Regions from separate parts of the Mus musculus genome. Here region 2 is linked to region 1. A link is a contact called in public Hi-C data. All regions are on one chromosome and are shown on one strand. Each heading gives the region's core, a stretch centred on a gene start, on an enhancer-like site or on the middle of the called end of the contact. The rest is flanking DNA. Distances are from core to core; before and after follow the strand shown.

The links. A called contact is a pair of places that touch in the nucleus more often than the background predicts.
Region 2: a contact with region 1 is called in a Hi-C map of the AML12 cell line, with 2.1 times the contacts expected there. The contact joins two enhancer-like sites. A contact is called at or near these places in 10 of 484 Hi-C or Micro-C datasets (the AML12 cell line, the G1E-ER4 cell line, the HL-1 cell line and 2 more).

What each region holds. Positions count from the first base shown.
Region 1 is chr10:108,447,146-108,452,682 of GRCm38.p6, forward strand. It overlaps Gm36283 (predicted gene, 36283), which reads left to right. Exons shown (of 3, transcript NR_155870.1): 2 at 3,824-4,077; 3 at 4,389-4,471. Among named protein-coding and RNA genes, the nearest start is that of Gm36440, 5.1 kb to the left of the region's middle. Within about 2 kb of position 1,481, at least 15 of the 459 cell types and tissues checked have an H3K27ac peak or open chromatin away from gene starts, as enhancers often do. A contact at or near this core is called in the AML12 cell line, where this site is marked.
Region 2 is chr10:108,655,431-108,661,409 of GRCm38.p6, forward strand. All of the region lies in intron 4 of Syt1 (synaptotagmin I), which reads right to left. Among named protein-coding and RNA genes, the nearest start is that of Gm5136, 42 kb to the right of the region's middle. Within about 2 kb of position 1,616, at least 4 of the 459 cell types and tissues checked have an H3K27ac peak or open chromatin away from gene starts, as enhancers often do. A contact at or near this core is called in the AML12 cell line, where this site is marked.

The DNA.
Region 1 (5,537 bases), core at 231-2,730:
ATCTTCTTATGTCATGCATTGGGGCTCAAATGTTGCATGCTCTATCTGGTTTGCTAAGCCAAAGAACTTTTGCTAACTGTTTTTTTTTTTTTAATAGAAAGGGAAGAAAAAAAAAAAAAAGCCAGGGACTGGCTCCCAAGTGTCACCACACAACAGTTGTTCTGACTCTCCGTCCCCAGTCTGAATTTGGCTACATTTGTGTCTGCGTTTAACTCACACAAGTATAAGGACAGCCGTCAGAGGAGCCAGAAACTACATCGAGAGCGCAACTGCTTTCGCAACAGCCTTTGTGACAACTAGAGTCGCTCAAGAGAATGATTTCTTTTCTGAGATGGACTCTGGGGCTCCACCCTTCTCAACTCAGCCGTTGTTCTACAATATATCTGGCCTTCGATGGAGACTTACCGTAACCTTCAAACACCACAACCTTATCACAGCTGCCACCCTGTCCCTTCTGTTGCTTCCCTGGAAACCTCTGTGGAGGGGCACTTCTCCTTGTGTTCAGGAAGTGCAAACATTAACATAAGAGCAGTTTAGTGAGGATATTTGCTTGCATCTGGGTACAAACATGAAAGGGTTCCCCCCCCCCCCGTAATTGTTACTAAGTGTACTCTGTCAAAATTCTCTGCCTGCCACTTGCCATAAGCCTCCTTAGTGGCACCTCAGCTCAGTGCCCTGGATCCCGAAAGTCTTAAGGCTGGCAGTATTCATTTTCAATGTCTAAAGTCAGTTGCTTTCAAAGTCTCTGCCTCCTCCTTCAAAGAGGTAGAGGTGATAATCCTTAGTATTAGCACCCCCCCCCACTTACTCCCCAGCCCAACCCCGACAACACTTGCTATAGGATCTGAAGGCTCTTCCTTGCCCTAGAGAGGCTGCTGTGTTCTCTGTAGGGCGTAGCTGCTTATTTGACCAGTGTTGACTACGTGGCTCTGTTTCTTTGGAGTTTTACATAGAAAATCTCATGTCTCTGGCTTTTCCCCCTCTCCAGACAGGGTTTCCCTGTGTAACCCTGGCTGTCCTGGAACTCGGCTCTGTAGACCAGGCTGGCCTCGAATTCCAGAGATCTGCCTGCCTTGGTTTCCCGAGTGCTGGGATTAAAGGCGTGTGCCCCCTGAGCCGGTTCATGTGCTGGCTCTTAGGAGGACTATACCACATATCCTTGGGGATGCTGAGTCCCCGAGGTGCGGTGATCTGCTTCGCGCCACGATACGTGCTTAATTGAGAAGCTTGTTGACTTAAACCCAGCTACCTTCTAGCCTTCTTTGTAGTTGATAAGAGCTATAAGAAACCCTTTGGTTTTTGCTACTCCAGAGAGTATCCAGTCTGGACAGCTGGCACATCCTCTGCACGTTAGCTTGTCTCTCCGGCTCCTCCTTCTGGCTCTCGAGGACCATGTGCTGGCTCAGTTCAGAGATGGTGACTCTTTCCTCTCCAAGTCACTCTTCACTCCACAGCTTGGTGTTGACAGTGGCGAGTCACATCTCTATCACGGCCTCGTCCTGTGGAGGCCTAGCCCAGTTCTCTCCAAGCAAGAAGGGACTTTGGCAGGGACTCCGGCTACTCTGTAAATTGCATCATTTGTTTTCTCGAAAGTTTTTCATCAAACAACTGCGTCTACAGAAAGGTTGACTTCCTGCAATCCCCGTTCCTCAGATCTGCGGAGTTCTTTAAACATGGACTGTAATGCAGAGTTTTATGTTGTTCTTAGTGATACTCAGTATACAGTATATTAAAGTGGAGGTAACCCAACAGTAGTAAGTGTCTATTCAGGGGAAACTAGACCCCCTCCAGATCAAAGGGACGCCAACTCTCTGGCTGTGGTAGAGACCAGATAGTTCAGTTGGGTCAGGTCACCACTGCTCTTCTAAAAAAGGCAGGACCACCCCAGGAAGGTAGACTCACCTCAAGTCATTCTTAAAACAAAAACAAAAACAAAAACAAAAACAAAAAAAACAGAAGGAGGTAGAATAATTATCCCTTTAAAGGCTACTATTCTTTTCTTTTCCTTCCCAGAATTCCTGCTCCCTAGTTCGGTCCCGGCCAACTTTGGGCCTGTCCATCTTTCTCTAAGATGCAACTTTTCTGCTTTCTCTCCCCAGTTTTTATTTGGGATGTTGGTCAGAGCCTAAATCTGTTTCTTCTGGTCCATTGGGGTATAAGAGGAATGTCTCGTCTTCCTATGGCCTTTAAAGTCCCTATTGTTCAGTGGCTCTCTTCATTCTCTCTTTTCCTATCTGGGTCTTCGTCTTCCACTGTTGGAATAGAGCCTACCTTTCTACAGTACTTCCCTCCTTTCTGGGGAGGCAGAGGAGGAGAGGGAACATCCCTTCCTAGCATCTCCTTCAAAGGAGATTGTGCGAACATTCTAATAGCGCTGGCTTTTGTGTCCTATTGATCTAGTTAGACTGGTATGTCCATCTGAAGATCAGACATCAGTGAGGGAACTGGGGCCTCATGGATGCTACGGCATCTTATGGAAGTTACTAAGGAGACTGTGATCATGGACACAACAGCCCACTTCCTCTCTGGGAGCATGGTTTGTCACATTCTGCGATATTCTCTTGTACTTGATAAAAGTCTGCTATTTGTATGCTTTACCTCAGATCTCCTAGCCTTGTGTGAGATCCAGTGAAGGAACTAATAACAGACCACTCACAAATTCATTTAAATACATGTAATTTAGTGCTAAATTTAGATCCTTGAATTCGTCTATGGCAATTGATTCAATAGGAGTAAAGGTCATTATGTCAGAGTTGATTGGAACACATTTCTGTTCACTACTGTGGCCATGGCCTTTGCTGTCCCTTTAGCTCTCCAAATCACAAGCCTCCAGCTATAGAGGCTGACCACTCTTCCCTGATGCAGTTATATCTGGCCTCTCATTAAGCCAAAGGGCTTCTCTATCCCCCTGTTGTCTCGGGGACATTACTGTCTTGCTTTCTCGTGGGTGTTTTGATCTGCACTGCAGTGGACACTTGAAGGCCACACTCTCGTACCTTTCTGCCGGCAAAGCATCGTCATTTGAACAGCCCCGGTCAGGCATTTCTGGTTAGAATTGTGTGTTAGAACCAACATAAAGGAATCGCTAAGTGAAGAGGGAGGCCATGTTGAAATAACTAGGACATGAAACTCAGGTAATGAGGGACAGTATTGAATGGCTAAGCAGGTACAGAATATCTGTATCTAACAATTATGAAAAGAACATGTTGACATTATTTATGATGGAGTTTTGAAAAATAATTCAGATATATAGGCTTAAAGGGATATAGACTAGACAATATAGAATCTAGACACTAAAGATCCGTATGTTCCTGGTAGCATGGTGAACTAATTCGAATGCCATGCTTGGCCCTTGTCTTCTTTTGTGGGTGTAAACTTACAGAACCTATTACAAGGACAGTTTGGGGGGAGCAGGTTTGTACCATGGAACCCACATCCCTGGCTGCTACAGACAATGCTAAGATGTGGATCCTTGACTTAGGCAAAACTAGTCAGAAAATTCCTTTTCGATTACCTTAAAGTTGCAAAGCTGTGGTAGCTGGATCCCAGGTTCTGTGTGGGAATTTGTTCCAGTTGGGTTTGGTTTTGTCCGGCAGAAAGCAGACAGGGAAATAAGTAGGCAAGAGGGGGACTGAGTTTTCTGTCATCTAAGGCTTGAAAGATGAGCTGTTTATCACTCTCAGGGCCTCAGGCCCTTCTCTGTCATTTCCACAGGAGTACGAGGAAACTGACTTTTAGGGCAAGGGGTAGCGAGGAGGCAGTCTTGATTTGTGTAGCATTTGCTTAATTCCTATGGTGAAAATTTTTTTCCTACCATGAACAGTTTCAAGCCACAAGGATTTCACAAGGAGCTTGCAGAAATTCCGAACCATTGAACGGTCTGCTGTCTCCAGCACGCAGGAGCCCATTCTGCCTCCCAGTTCCAGCTTCAGGAGGGCCACCCTCCATCCAGACATCAGGGTTGCGTTTCAGCAAACAGCAAGGAAGAATCAGAAGCAAAGGGTATCTTTTGTTCTCGTTTCCAGTGAACTCCCTCTGTGAGCCCTCACTGGCCAAACTTACGTACATGACACGGAGGTGAGAAATGTCTTTATTTTGGGGGCTGCCGTTTTCCGCCTTAAAAATTTAGATGTCTTGTTGTTTTTTATAAAGCAGAAGAAAATGCATCTGGTGAAAAGCTAGCAGTCCCTCTCTCACAGCAAACTCCAATTTAAATGGCAAAGAAGGCAGTTGTGTATGTGTGTGTGTGTGTGTGTGTGGGGGGGGGGGTTTGAATGAATCTCCAGGAGGGCAAGGCAACTCCTGGAGATAGCAGAAGATATGGTTGTTGGCTATTATTTAATTTTACTGTGATAACAACAGCCGTTTTCTTCCTCTCGGGAGCGCAGATCACCTGGAGGACCAAGGATGTACGCAGGCAAATGGGAATCAAATGTCCCTTGCTGCAGATGAAGCAGCTTTGGAGAGTGGCCACCTTTCAGTAACGAGAGCATTAGTAACTTCAGCTCAGATATGAAACAAACCATCTGCTTGAAGATGAACTTGCAACATCGCCAGCCTGCCCACATTCCCTTCCCCATTTTGCTCCGATAAAGGCGTTGTCTTCTTTTGAAGGTTCCCCTTACAAGTCTCCCAAAATGGAAGAAGCTGCACTAAACACAAATAGCCTCTCTCAAACACACCCACTAGGTGAGTGAGACAGACTGAAGACAAATGGGACAAACGTCATGTTAGTTGAAACACATTGGAACTTGGCAAGTAAGAGTTACTATCTGATATGTAAGTCCCTCCCACCCTGTGAGGTTTAATCAGCCAACCATTGGCTTACATGGAATTCCTCTAATCCTTATCATCACGTGCAATTACTGAAATGAATACCAGGTTTTAGAAATGCTACAACAGTTCCTGACAGAATGATAATCAACGGCTATACCGTATGGGTCAGATCCGAGATAGAATAGGCGTTCCTAAGACTATGCTTAAGGAAGAGTTGGAGCAGATAGGATTTTCACACAATGGTCAAACATGAGGCTGTTCGTGAAGCCAAGGCAAGCTCTCTGACGGGATGCGAGCACGGAGAGCATTTTACTCCCGGCTATGTCATGGATCCTGCAAGAATGGGTTACATGGACATGATGTGGTGGCGGAATTGAATACCGCAAACCTCGTGCCTAAATATCTGTTGGACGGCACTGGGAAACCAGGCAGGCGCGGTTTACCTGGGAGTAAGGCGTGGATAACCCCACCAGAGTAGTATTTAGTTCACAGAGCAGGGCATTTGAAGCTATTGAAAAATATATACTATTTTTCACAGATTATTCAGGAAGAAGTATTACCCCCTAAAATTTTCATATGCATGGCCTAACAGATCCCCTTTTCTGTTTAATCCGGTTAAGCTAAGGAGCCCTGACTAATACACCTGACTAATAGGGCGCAGGGAAGAATTCCTCAGGCTTGTGGGTGTGTTAGAAAGACTTGCTAAACTGCAGGTTGCTGGCCTCTCCTCCACAGCGCGTGATGTGGTAAGGCAGGGTCCA
Region 2 (5,979 bases), core at 366-2,865, 210 kb after region 1:
ATGCTTCCATGGAATGATTTATGAAAATACTTGTGCTTATCATTTCAATGAGTCAATATCCCCTTTATTTATGATGGGAAATTTAAGCTTACAGAAAGTAATGTGAATCTTAAAAGATTCTTGAAAAAAAAAAAGTCATGGCCCAGTCTCACACTTAATTCTTTGAACCATCAAACTCTTCTAATTAATCCACTTTCTGGTAACTCCTGTTTCAAAGCAATGCTTCCAAGCTACCTGAGACACTACATTTGGTCTCCTACTATTCTATAGTTCTAATGGAGATGGCTGCTTTTCTTCTATCCCTTTTTCTAGAAAACCTTTATCTTCTGCTATCTCTTCTCCTAATTTTCCTGAAAACAGGGCTCCATAATATTCTTCTGTTGATTTTGACTAGGATTAAAACATTAACCCAAAGTATTTAGGTTAATCATATTTTAATATGAATTTATATTTTAATTCATAGTTTAATATGAATTAGTAAAACAATGACATAGAGGATTTTACTAAAGCATCAAAGGTAGAAAATGTAATGGAAGGGACAGCTATATTCTGCATTTTAATTTTTTTGTATTTTACATTATTAGAATGACCAAAGTCAGAGCCTGGCCACTATGATTGTAGAGTTTTTATGGCTGTTATGCTGTTAGGCTTACATATCTTGAAATCCAGCTAATGCCTAGAAGAAATGTAATTGTCTCAACAGACTTGTGGCTTTTGAAAATTCTTCCAAATACTTCAGTAGATGGATTGCTTAATATGTTTAGGCCAATGCCTTTCCAGTAATGTAAAAGTCAGTATTTGAAGTTCACTTGAATGACTAAAAATTGGCAAATTTACTGTGCTGATATGGGCAAATTGTTTGACTTAGGGTCAAATTAGTACCTATGAGAAATAAATTTATTTTAAATTAAATATTGTTGAGTAGAAAGGGAGAAAATACCAGAGTGCTGGTCATAAAATTGCTGGAAAGAAGATCTTGAGAGGAGAAAAAAAGAACAACAAAATGAATGGAGTAGGGTGTGTGTGTGTGTGTGTGTGTGTGTGTGTGTGTGTGTGTGTATGTGTGTTAAGCACTCACCCAGAGAAGGAGCTCACTGGTGTACAAGTAATGAGTGAATGTACTACTTTCTTCAGTCCCTGCGGTCTGAAATCTTCTTGACCATTTGTAACAAATGGAAGATAAACTATGACTGCATCCTAGAGACTCTCCAGGGAAACTATGCATTTGTGTTACATGGGCTAGATTCCCCTGACACTTTTGTTCTACTTTGCTCTTTGGCACCTTTTCTGGCTGTCTCAGAGCAGTACAACTTTCAAGATGGATAGGAGGAGGGGAAGAGATTGGGATGGTAGAGCATTCCCAGGACAACAGGGTGAGCTATTTCAGCTCCAACAGCCCCCCAGAAAATGGCAAAGAAAGCAGTTGGATCCACACTGTTAGAGGAAATCAGGTGCTGTGTTTATGGGATTATGTGGGTATGAAGGGCAGATACAATCTCAAGACTACAAACATGAAGATAAGCACTAGCTTAAAGATGTATGCTCTTCCATAAAGGACCACAACGCCATGGAGTTGGCCATGAACATGGTTGCGTAATATTTACTGCAAAAGTGATCTTGGCTCTATTCCTCACCTCAGCCCCACCAAGTTAACACTGTGGAGTTTACAGCAGCAGATGCTAACACCTACGGCTAGAAAAATACCACAGAAGAGTTATGAGGTTGGAGTTAGATAAGAGAAGTGTCTGTTTCGTTAGAAAGTCAAGATAGCTACTAGCTATTTTGAGATGTTTTATAATTTTCTAGGCAATGTTCCAACTGTGCTATAAAATGAAATGGGCTCCTCTGAAAACAGCAATGTATAATAAGTCAGAGACTTGGTTAATCCCAACTCGTCAGACTCTGATCAATACAAAGCAATAGGAAATAAATTCCTGAAATGTTTGAGGCGTTAGGATTGTTTTGCTACTTCATTATGAAGCACAATCTCGTCTGAGTGGTTTTAAGATTAACTTTCCCACTGGCATTGTGTCAGTAGAATATGGTTTTGAATTAAAAGAATGTTTCGGATTGAACTTTAATAAATGTGAAACTTAATAAAGGAAACAACAAAAATCAAAATCAATTACAGTGTTTAGTGCTACTTCAATTTGTTATGATGTAGAAAGTGCCAGAGGTGTGGAGTGAGAGGACTCTGACTTTAAAACTCAGTGAAATTTTCTTCTTTGAGAATTTAACTTTATGAAAAGTAAGTCTGATGATATCACATTGATAATTTTGTGAATGACATGAAAATCTGTGTGAACATCTAGCATATACAGAATTTTATTTAAAAACCCACTTTTCTTATGATTAATTTATGTTTTATGTATGAGTACATTGTCTCTCTTTTCAGATACACCAGAAGAGGGCATTGGATCCCATTAGAGATGGTTGTGAGCCACCATGTGGTTGCTAGAAATTGAACTTTTAGGACCTTTGGAAGAGTAAACAGTGCTCTTAACTGTTGAGCCATCTCTCCAGCCCCACAAATACAGAATTTAATAAATGAATTTATTTATTATTAAATATGACATTTTGAAGAGTAAAGATTATATATCAAATTCTTCTCTAAAATTTAATAGATTTTTTTTTTATTCTAAAAGTATTCTCTGGAGATATTTAAAATGTTTAGTTAGATACAAATATTCAATTATAAGTGATCCTTTTCTCTCTAACGAGTTAAGGAAAAGAAAAGAGGCCTGGTTTACCTCCATAACCTGAAGGGAATGTCAGTGATTTGGAGTTAATCCAGCATGAAATGAACATTTGAATTTTAGAGAAATCTTAGATTTATGGGAATGAAGAACCTATTTCTTCAGAAGGGAGACTGAAAGAAAGAAACAGGATATCAGCTGAAATTGGAGACATAGGAACAGGGAATGGGGCCTCTCTTGATCTAAATAACTGATGCCCTCTGGATTTGAGAGAATGTATCCAATGTCTCACAGGCCAGCAAGTCTCAGAGGAAATAAAGGGTGTTGGCAGACAGTTCTGTCTGTCTTGTGTAACCATCTCTGACACTGACACAGCATCCTACTGTGTTAAACCCGTAAGCAAACTAACTTACCACATTCTGTCTCCTTGAGAAATCTGTAGGAGAGAATGAGACTTTTGAATACTGATGGACCTTAAGAACCCGGGAGGCAATGACAGGTGGCAGAGTGTGGATTTAGCAACTGTGTGAAGTAGCTAAGAGTGAGACTATTCTTGGGCCATCTTCAGCAGGTTATAGTGTTTAGGGGATGGGGGGGGGGGTGAGTTTTCTAGGTATAATGGACTCACTAGATGATCCTCAAGGTCTTTTTCCTGCTGATCTTATCATGTGGCAGGTATTTCAATAAGATAAAGCTATTCTTTTCCTTTTATGGCTCAAGGAGAGAGAGAGAGAGAGAGAGAGAGAGAGAGAGAGAGAGAGAGAGAGAGAGAGAGAGAGAGAGAGAGACAGACAGACAGACAGACTGATTGATTTACTTTTCTCTAAAACTAGAAATTTCTCCCAGGCAAACAAACTAATGATACTCACACGGATGGGAAGATTCTCATTTTCAATGTTTGAATAGATTGCGATCCTTGACTGAGGAATGAGGAAAGGAGGGAAGTAAATGGAGTTTTGTATCTTTATAAAGGGAATCAGGGAGCTAGAAATGGGAACAGTGAGATCTTCACGCTACATATTACCCAAGGCACAAGACACAGTTCATGGGGATGGTACACAAGGAGGGACTATAATTTTGTCTTGTAGCTCATGGTAACTGACCCAGAGATTCTTAAGCATAAGGATACTTTAAGCAATCTAGGTATTAGGGAAGACTTGTAAATATGTATTAATAGTCATTTTGAGCCTATGAAATTGAAAGTTTTTACTAAAGAAGAATCATGCCATAGTTTTCACTTTGTATCATTATATCGGCATTAACAAGGCGCACTGCTGTCCTCTCTTTTGCCATTGCCTTGTTTTATATGCCTAACAGTACTATACTATGTCCAGTTCAGAGGAAATCCCATTTAAGACATTAAAACCTGTGCTTGAATGGCTAACCCCATTTTAATTTTAGATCTAGGAATGGCATTTTCTTGCAGCACTATAAATATCTATCTACCTTCTTCAGAGACTGTTTTCCCTTTCATCAGAACAATGTATACGGAGTTGGTAGCGACAAAGAAGAGGACGGGGAGCAAGTTCCGGTGGAGACTGATGACAGGAATTGATGCTCTTAGTGCTGTGTGTGCAAAGCTCGCATTTTCCCAAGACAGTGAAAACTTCCTAAGACAATTTTCTCCTCATCAAAACTGCAAGTCACCTACCCCAACATTTGCTGTCCAAATTTGTCATAACTCTTTTTTAACATGCCACTTCGTTTTCTTTTCTATCCCTCATTTATAGACATTTTTGAGTTGCCTTCAAGGAATACACAATTTTGCATTCAGTCTCTTCACTGTGAAATTTCCCACAAGATTCCACGGACTCTAAGTCTGTCCAACATTATCGTGATTCACATTAAGTCAATGGGATACATGTTCGCTTTACTTGCAGCTACGCAGCCGAAGAACTATGAAGCTCTGGTGCTCAGAAGCCCATAATCAGCCCTGATTGTATCCTTTCTCTTTCCAAAGAGATAAACTTTACACAAAAACTAGAGCCAGCCCCCCCCTCATTTTTCTAACTTCCATTGGTGTAGGCAGTGATTCGTTTTTTGGCTTTTTGATGAGCTACCAAAGAGATTAGTAACGAAAGTGAAAACAGAAAAAAATAGATTTATATCTGAGAAGCTTCTGCTCATCAAAGAATTGAAGATTTATCTGACAAGGAACTAACATTGAGAATATATTAAAAATCCAAAAGAGCTGACCATCAAATCCCTCCAAATAGGTCAAAGAAGCAAAAATAAACCTTTCAAAAAAACCACGCCATGGCCAAGTTTATGAAAATAAAAAAGCTGAGTCTTACTGATGATCACCAGGGAGCTGTGAATCACACTCGTCCATCTCACTCTGGTGAGAAAGGCTATGCTCAGAAGACCAAAATAATAACTGCTCCTGAGGATACAGAGAAAGTGCAACTTTCCTTGTCTAGTCAGGGCCTTCCTGTCACATGGACTGCTTCAAAGTCAGAGAAGACGCTCAGTCAGAAAAAAACAAAACAAAACAAAACCCTTAAAGCCAGATGTCAGACTCTGCCACAGTCATTTTAAAACAAAATGAATTACAAGTATTCTTCTGTAGTGGGATCCACAGGGATAGGCAAACTAGAGTCAGGCTCTAAGCTAACAAGATGCTTTCTTCACTCTCAGAGAGAGCTGAGCTGTGCTTGTTTCTGCTGAGGTGCTAGTCTCAAGGTTATTTGTCATGGCCATGACCATTCAGGTGTCTTGCTTAGAAGAAAACTGCTTAGAAAGACTTTCTTTTAGAACATAGCCTTTGTTGTAAATAGGCCTAAAGCTCATATTAGCGAACTATGATTTGAGGCTTCCTACGTTCATGTAAGGATGAATCATGGAATATATGGGAACATTAAACAATACCACATTATATGGATAAATGTTGTGATAGTGCCATTCACAGAGATAAAATTCAAATATAGGGCAAATGATTGGGCTATGTGGAATAACTGGTTTTGGTAGACTATATTTTTTTGTTTTTTTGTTTTTTGTTTTTTTAAATCTAATCAGACAGAGTAACTTCCAATACATTTTAAAGAAGACTTCCTATTGTTACCAAACTTTTGTAAGGATACCCACTGTTAATAATGGTATATTTCTTCAGATCAAAAGATCTTGTTATAAACGAGTGAAGAAAATATATGTTATCCTCATAGGACATGATAAAACATTCAGTAGAACCTATAATTTGGCATAAACATGTAAAAGCTCACAAGAGTTGGCAGGACACTCTCCTTGAGGGGCTAGTGGATTTTTTAAATTCAAATGCCAATCTAAA